2 separate regions of the Mus musculus genome follow, and region 2 is linked to region 1. The links are chromatin contacts, called in public HiCAR-type maps. All regions are on one chromosome and are shown on one strand. Each heading gives the region's core, a stretch centred on a gene start, on an enhancer-like site or on the middle of the called end of the contact. The rest is flanking DNA. Distances are from core to core; before and after follow the strand shown. Region 1 holds the start of Otulinl (OTU deubiquitinase with linear linkage specificity like). Region 2 holds the start of Ctnnd2 (catenin (cadherin associated protein), delta 2).

Evidence for each region. HiCAR-type assays count read pairs that join an accessible place to other places.
Region 2: a HiCAR-type map of astrocytes shows a contact between it and region 1, with 4 times the contacts expected there. The contact joins the promoter of Ctnnd2 here to the promoter of Otulinl in region 1. A contact is called at or near these places in 1 of 39 promoter capture datasets (liver) and 1 of 115 datasets of contacts at active chromatin or transcription factors (astrocytes).

The regions. Positions count from the first base shown.
Region 1 is chr15:27,679,774-27,684,698 of GRCm38.p6, reverse strand. It overlaps Otulinl (OTU deubiquitinase with linear linkage specificity like), which reads left to right and starts at 3,157. Exons shown (of 8, transcript NM_001242423.1): 1 at 3,157-3,302. The coding sequence starts at 3,248.
Region 2 is chr15:30,171,157-30,176,840 of GRCm38.p6, reverse strand. It overlaps Ctnnd2 (catenin (cadherin associated protein), delta 2), which reads right to left and starts at 4,307. Exons shown (of 23, transcript NM_008729.3): 1 at 3,678-4,307. The coding sequence starts at 3,714. Gm31953 (a long non-coding RNA gene) reads right to left here and starts at 3,671. Exons shown (of 2, transcript XR_875097.3): 1 at 3,038-3,671.

The DNA of each region.
Region 1 (4,925 bases), core at 1,908-4,407:
AGGAGTGCTCATGTGGGAGTTGGTCCTTAAGGGTACCTGTCTCACTTATTGGCTAACGAGACTACCGAGGAAACTTTGAATAGAAATGATTTGTAATGATTATGGGAACAAAGTACAACGGGCTTAACTGCTCTCATGAAAAAAATCACCCTGTTCTAGCCCGAGGCTAGATATGAATAAGTTCTAGGCTGTATATGAATAAGTAACCCTGAATAAAATGCATGGTTTGACAGCGATGGAAAGTACATTAGGCCACATCTTCAGTGGTCCTGGACACTCACATTCCATTGTCAGAGTTCAAATGGTCATAAAAACAAACTCTTCGTTGAGCTAGTTGTTGGGAACTACTGTCCAGGCGCTTCTCTCTCTCTCTCTCTCTCTCTCTCTCTCTCTCTCTCTCTCTCTCTCTCTCTCTCTTTCCCTCCCTCCCTCTCTTACCCCCCCTCTCCCTGTCCGCCCCCCCATCACCCGTCACATTCCCCTCCCCCGTCTTACTTGGGCATGATCTATCATGCAGCTAACCTTTATAGCCATTGCCCTAGATATTCACTCTGACAGCTCCAGGGTAACAGTTAGGGTCTCAGAGCACAGTTCTTGGCACATCTCTGCACGTGTGCATTCTCAGGTGGATATTTTGGTGGCTGGATTTGTGAGAAGATCTGAGGGGAGACTGTTGATGTGAAGTTTTTGCTGAGCTTAGTCTTTAGCCTTGGCGTGTACATTCCTAAATACTCAAGTTGTGAGCTCAGCACTAAGGATTCTTGACCAGTGTTTGTCCTACAAAAGGGTGCACGATCTCTCTTCTTAAGAACACATAAACAGGCCAGCCTGGTCTACAGAGTGAGTCCCACGACAGCCAGGGCTACACAGAGAAACCCCGTCTCAAAAAAAAACCAAACCAACCAACCAACCAAACAAACAAACAAACAAAGCATCCGATCTCATTGTCAAGGCCTGGTTAATCACACAAGGGTAGCCTAGAAAGCAAATCAGGCATCTCTATGTGTATGTTTTAACTCACGCTAATGTGATGCTTATATGTAAAGCATCATCCCAAGAGGGTTGCACACATTCAACTCCCATGAAAAAGAGAAAACAGTCTTATGGTCCCATTTTATAGGTGAGGAGAGTGAGGCACAAAACATGCTAACCACATGAAAACCACATGGCTGGTGTCCAGGCAAGTGTGGTGGTCTGGCTCAAGGTTCAAGTCTTCAAATATTACCCTAAGAGGCTGTCCACTCTGCTTGGGGGGAACAGAACGGAACTTTAGAGACAACCATGAAACCTTAAATGTGGACTAACTGAAGAGATTTTAGGCCAGTCTAAACAGCAGTGTTCATAAATATTATTTTGTGTGAGGTGGGGAGGGAGACTGGGTGGCTAATTTGTTTTGTAGTTGAGGGAGTCCAGTAAATTTTATCATGCCACAAGAAATTAGACTCTGTTCTTTCAGTTTCTAGAACAGGCAATTTGTTCTGGTCACTGCTCATAACTTTGTTTACATTAGACAGGCCTAAGTCTTCAGTCATTAATTTTGTAGGAGTACTGGGCCCCTAGACACGCAAGGGATAGTTTATGCCTGTAGAAAACCGACCCCCTCAATGTTAAATATCTGAGTTGGACAAGAGATTTTTAAACACAGCAAGCTTGCAACCATGCTCTGTGAAACTTGTGCTGAAAAATGTTTGAGTGACTGAGGTCAGACCTTAGTTTGAATTCTGCACTGGCACCAGATGGGCCCCAGTGAACCCAGGTTACCCTACCAATCTCACGAGCAAATGCGGGGATTCGTGAAATACACTAACAGGGAAAATGCACTCGCGGTGGACCACAAGTCCCGCTGAGCCAGCTCTCTTAGTTGCCTGGTGCTGCTGACTCAGGCTTTTGGTCTGACAGGGATTTCTGAGGCAAGACTAAAGATGTACGATCCTTTTGATCCTTTGTTCTGAGATCCAGAGAGACTTGCAATGTTTCAATGACTTGTTGACATAGCCCTAAGGCTATTGAACTCACACAAAATTCCAGGCTGTTTCCACATGTTTCTTTAGTTATGGCGCTTATTTTTCCGGAGGCTGCCAGGATATTTTGCATGCTAGTCTTTTTGTATTTGGAATCTGTCTGCACTGGAGAAAAAGGAAGTACTCATGGAGATGATTCTTCTTCTTCTTCTTCTTCTTCTTCTTCTTCTTCTTCTTCTTCTTCTTCTTCTTCTTCTCTTCTTCTTCTCCTTCTTCTTCTTTTTCTTCTTCTTCTTCTTCTCCTCCTCCTCCTCCTCCTCCTCCTCCTCCTCTTCTTCTTCTTCTTCTTCTTCTTCTTCTTCTTCTTCTTCTCCTCCTCCTCCTCCTCCTCCTCCTCCTCTTCTCTTCTTCTTCTTCTTCTTCTTCTTCTTCTTCTTCTTCTTCTTCTTCTTCTTCTTCCTCCCCCTCCCTCTCCCCTTCCCTCTTCTCCTCCCCCTCCCTCTTCCCCTCCCCCTCTCTTGTCTTCTTCTGGAAAAAAGGAGGGGTCCATCAAATTAGTTAATCAGGAGCAAAAAAAATCTTGTATCCTTTTCTTGTTAGGCCATTTACTTTTTCTGTTAGCTTTTTGTATTGTTTTTTAACAATTAAGAAATTACTTTATGGAACCACTTTTTGTCAAGAATGCTCTTGTTCGTCCCTAAACAGTTCCAAGCACGCATTAGCCGAATGTGCTGACCCATGCAGAAAGACGAGGAAGCCCTGCCCCACGTAGTGGAACAAGCCCCGGGTGCAGTTGCTTTTGGATCCCAGCCTCTAGCTCTCCGGCGCAGACATAGCAGGTTTGTCCCGTGGTGAACAGGGAATCGAGGCACCAAGCTGTCCTGAGCTGGTGAGGGGCATTCGGTCCCTCGGCCCATCAGTCTCTTCCCCAAGTTCTCTGGCTCTGGTGCAGAGCTCCCGAGAGGACTCTAGATCCGAACCAGTGGAACGCCCAGGGTGAGCGTGGAGGTGCAGCCCTAGGGGCAGAGCCGCGGCCTCCGCAGCGCTCCCATCGCTGAGCTTCTGAGCTTTCCACGCCGCCGCGCCCTTCACGCCTACCTCGCGCGGAGGCTCCGCCCTAGACTCCGCCCTAGCTTCTGAGTGGCGGCACCGGGCGTCAGTCTGCGTTCAGGGCGGGAGCACGGACGGCTGTCACAGTAGCTGAGCTCGGGACTGCGGCTGCGGAGAAGCGAGCGGGGCGCCGGGCTGTAGCGGAGGGTGCGCGCGGGTGGAGGCGCGCATCCCGCATGGAGGCGCCGAGGAGCGCGCCGCGGGAGCGGGAGCGCGCTCGGACCACCTCAGGTGGGCGCCGGGATGAGCACAGTCTCCCGGAGGGTGTAGTGGCGGCGGAGGGTGGGCGAGGGAGAGCGAAGGGTGCTTGTGGCGCGGGGACGGCTACACCTCGCGCGCGTGGCTGTGCGTGGGTTGCATCTGAGTCCCCGGCCATCGGAGAGAGGCGGGTCTATCCAGGAGTACCCGGGCGCGTGGACAAGCTGGTCGGTGTCCTCGAGGGAGCAACTTGGTTGTAAACTAAGCTACCGGGGTTTGCGCCTTGAGAGGATGTGGCCCACACCTTTTCAGCAACCAGAGTTGTAAACCGCAGAGAACACTCTTGACTTTAGGGGGAAAAAAATGCTCACCAAGGGGACAGGGTGACAGTAGATCGCTATTGCATTTCGGGCCCCTGCCCCACTGGGTAGCAGTGGTCTGTCCTCTCCAAAGACCTTAGAGATGAAATGTCTTTCTTCCGGTCCCACAGCTGTGTCCGTGGTTCAGTTTCTCTAGGTTTTGTTGGGCCACACGCTGGATCCTGTGTTTCACCATCTACCACTCAAGGAATGTGAGCCTAGTAGTGAATCTAAGCTGTGTGTGTTCTTGCTTTCAGTGTGTAAATGGGGTTGTTGGACACCGGGAATGTTCCTAATTGCTGCTCTCCGTCCTAGTAGGAGCTTCTGACACAGCACTGTGTTGTGTAGTGGAAGCAACACTGTTCAGGACACGAGGTCTGGACGTCAGTCCACCCTAGAGTGTCTGGGTAGGAGTTATTCAAGACATCAACCATTCGTGAAATGCATGCTGGACAAGTTAATTCCGAAGGCCTCTCCCAGCCTAGTCTGTGACTAAATTACCCAAGTCTCTGAAGTTTAGAGAATTAACTCATTTGTTTAACCTTTATGCACCTCAGGTTATTATAGAATTAGCCAAGTATTTCCTGTGGGCGTATCCAGTCGAACATTTTTTATTTTGTTTCTTTCTTCCTTTAGTTTGGCAGAGAAAAGAAAGTTGGAAACAGAGGCAAGGACATGACTGGGAAAGAGCTGGTTTGGGAGACTGCAGAATGCCTACTTTGGCTTAACAAAACCACCAAGAACGTTTCCTTTCTCTGCACGAAGTCCAAGGCGTGTCAGTGCGCTGAGCCCAAGGAGAGAGAGGGACCTTTCGTTTGTTTCAGTCTGTGGGGTCTGCTGTAGGTTTGCAGGACAAAGTGAGATTCAAGGATAAGATTGTGGAAAACGTTTCCCTTTCGAATATAACTGCTGAGGGAGGACTTAGGAGCATAGGAGATCCTCTTCGCTGGTTCTGTTTTCCAAACAGATCAAAAACAAAAACAAGACAAAAAAAAAAAAAAAAAAAAAAAAAACCAAAAACCAAAACCAAAAACAAAACAACAAACAAAAAACAAACAAACAAACAAACAAACAAAACCGACACAGTGGCCTTAAAGTCACTTACTCCAGCTGAAATGGAAACAACCTTTTGGTATACCTCTTAACTATTTGCTAAAAGAAAGACATAGATCCACTTTTAAGACTATTAGTAAACCTTGACAGAAACCAAAGAAAAATAGAAGACCCCCCCCCATAGAATTGTTGGAGATGGAGAAGGGGTTGGGGATAGTCTTTTTAAAGTATTGTTAAACGTGTT
Region 2 (5,684 bases), core at 3,058-5,557, 2.5 Mb before region 1:
ATATGTATATGTACACATACATATATAGAGATAGAGAGAGAGAAAGAGAGAGTATAACTTCAATATCTTAATGTTGATGTACCATTTCCTACAAATCAATTAACCAAGATACAAACCTTGAAGTCACCTCAACTGCCATGTGATTAAAAGGTGAAGAACTAGAATCACCATCATCATCCCACCTTTTATGAGTATTTTAATTTAATTTAATGGACTAAGATCATAGGATGATAAAATATTCCTATGTGTTTCCTGTGTTGGAGGTACTGTTTGTGAATGTAATTGGATTCATTAAAACTAACCAGGCAGTTTATTAATCAGTAGGCTGGGTTGGCAGACAATGTGATGGAAACTATTTATGTATGCCATGTTTAATATTTTATAGTCATATAAAATGCTGCGAGTTTGGCATGTAGTCAGACAAACTTGAAGCTAACAACAAGAATCGTGAACTGTTTTTCTGAAATCAACTTTTCACACGCAACAATAGACAGCTCATATATCCATCAAAGGACTTTATCTTTGGAATATGGACAGTAATATGGCTTATTACTTATTAATAAGTCACTGGGATAATTTGGATTTTAAAGTTTACTTACCTGTAAGTAAGTTAGCAGAACAATATTATGCAACACCTTTAACAAATTGGCTTAAAAACTAACTGCAACGTGCCTGATTGAATTTTATTCATAGTTTGAATTTGAGTTTAAATATGTCCAGCTATGTGGAATCTTTTCAAAGTGAAAATTATGTCACCAAGAGTGACACATGTGTCACTTTCCTTTAACTTGACAGCAACATTCCCAAAGAGAAACACTACAAAGGGTGTGTTATATTCTATTCATAATGGGGGGGGAGCATTCTGGGGAAGTTGGAAATATAAACATATTTTAGGCTGGCTCCAGTTGGCTTTTACAACTAGATGTACTGGTCCACACAAAGAATACACAGTTTTATAAACAAACTGCTAGAGGTCATTTCAAATTTAAAAGTAATGGTTTTCCTTTATGAAAGAGAACCTGCAAATATATTTAAAAAACAAAAAACAAAAAACAAAAACAAATCAAAACTGTGCAGAACTCTTCAACAATTCCATGTGCATGCCCGCCAGCAAAGTTACATTTTGGGAAGAGGCAATTCACATTCAATTACATGCACAAAGTAAAATTCATTTTTCACTCTTACAGTCCATTATGAAAGTGGTATTTTACTTAGAAAATATTTAACGAAACTTCCATTTGCCTTTCCCAACTAATACTTTCTGAATTTCATTTTCCTTCTCTGTGATGATCCACCAAATGGGAGGAAGAATTGGTGATTCTATTGTATTGCGAAAGATGTGTGGTAGCTAGTAACACTGTCATTTGACTGCGCATGACTTTTATGACAAACAATGCAAACATTAATGACATCTATGGTGATTTGGTTTTACAAGTGCACACACACACACACACACACACACACACAGTTAAATAACCCCTTTGCACAAGACTAGGACAATTTCATTAGAGCACCAACCTCATGCACTTGCTAAAACTGCCATTCAGTCAGGTACTATCATTTTCAACCCACAATATAGCATAAAAGTCTCATGCAGAAGCCATGGAGTTTTTCTCACGCCCAGCAGCTGCTCTCTGGAGGCACACACAGGCACACAGTGTTGTCAACTCGTCTGTAAGAATCATGGTTAAAACTGAAACACTAGACTCAAGGAAAGGAAAGGAAAGGAAAGGAAAGGAAAGGAAAGGAAAGGAAAGGAAAGGAAAGGAAAGGAAAGGAAAGGAAAGGAAAGGGGAAAGTACACCTCCTTCATCTAAGGCATGCTTCTGAAAGAAATTTTACATTGATATAATGCAAGGGCTCCAAGAGTGTGCTCAAAGCGCTCCTGTAAAGTTGCCTGAATGTGAATAAAGGTGAAACTACAGCAGTGTTGGCAAAGGAATCGCAGCGTTCCCTTAAGCCAAGCAGAGTAGCCTCCGGCGGTGCTTTTCCCACGCTCGCTTGTTATTAGTAAAATTACAGTCCTTCTATATTCCAACAACTAATTCCAAGCATAGCCCATCTTCATTCAAGCTTTGGACCTTGTAACCCACAGACCAGTACGGATACTATTCAACATTAACAATGGATTCTGCTTGGCACAGAGAATCACTAAAGGAAGAGGCATCTGGCTGTTGAAAGCAGCTATTCCATACACGAGGATTCTTGCCTCTATTGGCCATACCTCCCATATATCAGATCCCCCAAATCATGCACTGTTCTACGTTGGCAATCCAAAAGGAGTCATATCAAACAATCTTCCACTGGATTTTAGTAGCGGGGCTGGGGAGCCTTCCAATTATGTTGATACATGCTCACCAGCGGGCACATCAACTGAACTACCACCAGTGGAAGTGTGCAAAATGAGGTAACTCATGGGCAGGGGCAACACCTCCCCATTTTCATGGAAGTCAATGCAGAAAATTCTCGGCGTCTTAAATATCAGTCACACAGTTCCTAAAAGTGAACTGTCCGTCATGCTTATCGGGCCTGATTTTTGCTCATTACATATCTCTTTTCTAAGCCAACATATCTCTTAGAGAACATTAGGCATGCATACGTATACAGCCTTGCAGAGTTGAAGCACAGCAGATCAGTTCAAATGAGGGAAATACAAACCCCTTGCAAGCACAGCCTCCCCCTCTATTATCCTCTTCTTCCACACCCTTCATTACCCCGGTGTTTACAGTGAAAACGCAACTTTGGGTATTTGAGAAATAAGTGGCTCCTTGTGGAAAATACAGAGATGCACATCCCTCTAAGCCCCCAAGTCTGTTTTCCGACCCCCACCCTCCGACCGAGGAGGTTGCACCTCCTTCCTAGAGACTTTACTCTGAACAGAGTGGCTCAACATGCTGAGTATCAATCGATGAAAACACATTACACACAAGAAGAAGAGGAAGGGGGGAGCGAAACGCAGCTTTGCTTTCAGCCATTAATTACGAATCACCCAAATATCGCTACGCCTATCTCCCATGCACAAGCACCCTTGCCAAACCTGGCTGTCAGGCAGCGCTTTCCAGAGCCTCGCTATCTATTGTCAGGACAGAGAAGCCCCCGGAAGCCTGTGAATCCCTCTGAAAATGCTTCCTCGGAAACGCTAAATATAGACCAAAGGGGTCTGGGTCTGGCGAGCAGCGGGAGACTGAAGAAACGGCCATGGACGCATATGACTAAGTCTTTCCATTTTGTTCTAGCCAAACATCGTAATGACATTGAACATAAGGGCAAAAGACTGGAAGGAAGTCTTCCCCGCCCCCACCCCGTCTTCTCCGGTATATTAGGGACGTCATGAATGCAACCGGGTTGCTCTGGAGGGTGGCGGGGAGCAGTCGGTGTTGCCCTATATACGCGTCCTCCGAGGTAGAGGGGTGGCAGGGAGGGGAGCACGCGGAGAAGCCACTTGGTAACCGCTCCAAGAAAGACACTGACCCCGGACCCCGTTGCGGGGAGAGCCGCCTTCCAAGAGGGGAGCCGGTAGGATCGCGGTCCTCCCCCGGGGCAGACAGCACCCCACTGCCGCCCGCCGCCACCCCTAGCCCCGCTGGAAGCGGAGGACCAACCCCCACCGGCGGTGAGCAAGAGGACGACGCCCGGAGGATGCGCCCGGCTCCAGCAGCTCAGCTAAGGCAACTCACCGAACGGCGCGGCGCCCGACTGCTTCCTGGCGAACATGCACCCGCCGCCAAAGACAGCTCCTCAGTCGGGGGAAAGGCGTGCGCGCCGCCGCCCGGCTTCAGAGCAAGGTCCTGACCTTGCCCAGCTGCAGCATCCTCCGCTTTTGTTGTCGGAGCGCGGCCGCGGGACAAGTGATGCTGGCGGGGAGCAGGGGCGAGCGCGGCAGGCGAGAGGCGGCTCCCGACGCGAGTGCGCAGCGCCCGGCCCGGCCGCCCCTCCGAGCGCGGCGAGCGTAGCGCCCCCTGCCCGACTCGGCGGGCGCCGCGGGATGCTCAGGGTTCCGCGGGGCTCCCCGGGCTCGGGCCGGGCTACCGAGCCGCCGCGCCCGCCGCTCCGCTCGGCCGGTTGCCGCCGCGGGCGCGAGCCTGGGCCGCCCTGGCGCCCGGCGCCGAGCGCTCTCGAGCTGCGCCCTGCGCGCCGCCCGCGCCACCTGTGTCGCCGCCGCCGCCGCCGCCGCCGAGAGCGAGGCTCCTCCCGCCGCGCGCCGCAGCTCAGCCTCCGGCTCAGCCGCGGCGGCCGGCTCCGGCGCTTGGCTAGTGAGCGAGCGAGCGTCCGCCCCACCACCGAAACCTGCCCCGGGTGCGGAGCATGCCCAGTGCCGCCGAGAGAGCGCGGCGCCTCGCCACGCGAATTCCACTTCTGGTTTTCGCGGCGGCAGCAACAGCAGCAGAGATGGGAGGAGGCGGCTCAGGTTGGGAGAGGGCCGCGCATCCCCGGGAACAGACAGCACCCGAGATAGAGCCTACGCGGAGAGTTGATTCTGCGGGGCAGATGTTGGTCTGCAAAGGGGCAGCGATTGAGGGGTTTTAGAGTAGCTTGTGAGTTAAGGAGAGCACCGGGCCAGCCATGAAAGCTAGTGGATGGGGGTGGATGTTCTTGTAGATTCTAGGGTTCCAAAGCAAAGAACGCATGACGTCTGTGAAAGGTTCTTTCGTAGTGTTGGGGCCCCATCTCCACCACCTCCTGCTCTGATTATGCTTTATGCAAACTCAGTCTGGTTTTAAAATCTGGAATATGAGTAAACTTCCTACAAGGAAGACCCTTGCTGGATCTAGAGCTTTAATGAATTCTCTTCGTCTTCCTGTCACGTCTCACCCAGTTGTCTTCTTGGACACCTCCACGACTGTTTTCCTCTTCTCTTCCATTGTCCCGTGCTAAAATGAAAACTTTGCTCCTCCTCCACTGACCGCGGTGGAGTCTGTGAAGCTTGCTCCATTTCCAACTGAGATTTCCGAATGTCTCTCAGTTAGTCAGTCATTAGGCAACACAGAGTGCTAAATCTAGCAAGCAAAGTCACACTATGAAAAGTCTTGTTGGAAAACGAAACCCATGCCAAGTTCCAAGGCAGGCAGGCCCTCAGGACCTTCATCTATGTCCCTGTGTGGCTGCAAAGTCTGTCAGTCACATGCAGGACAAATACGTCCCATAATTATTCCACCAAAGATCCTTACTTTGAAGCCAGCCCACCCCACCCTACTCTTTCCCAGAGCCATTTTCTGAGACACAGATAAATGGACCAGGAACCCCGAACTTGTAATAAGAGGGGTTCCAGCTTCAGTAATCTCAGGGACATTTCTATTCAGTTTGCAAGAGATTATCCAACAAGGTCAAAATGCTTGCATTAAATCTGAGATAGCCTCTATTATTCTCTGGAGTTAGTGAAAGGCTGAGGCAAGTGGAAAGAAAAGTTAAGCAGACTAAATATGTAAAGGAACAGACAAGAGATTGAGTAATGACTGTTCACAACAGGGAAATGTGCACCGTCAGTCATTCCATCTACCTCTAGTAGGCTCAGTCTCACTCCCAAAAGTTGTTCTCCAGTGTAGGTTCTCCTTCGAAGCTGGTGTGACATTAACATAGCCTGATTCCTGTGAGGGAAGATATGTGGTCATTTGCAGGTTTGGTTTTTTGTTTTTTTGTTTTTTTGTTTTTTTTTTTCCCACATCAGCTTCAGTTGAATCTGGAAT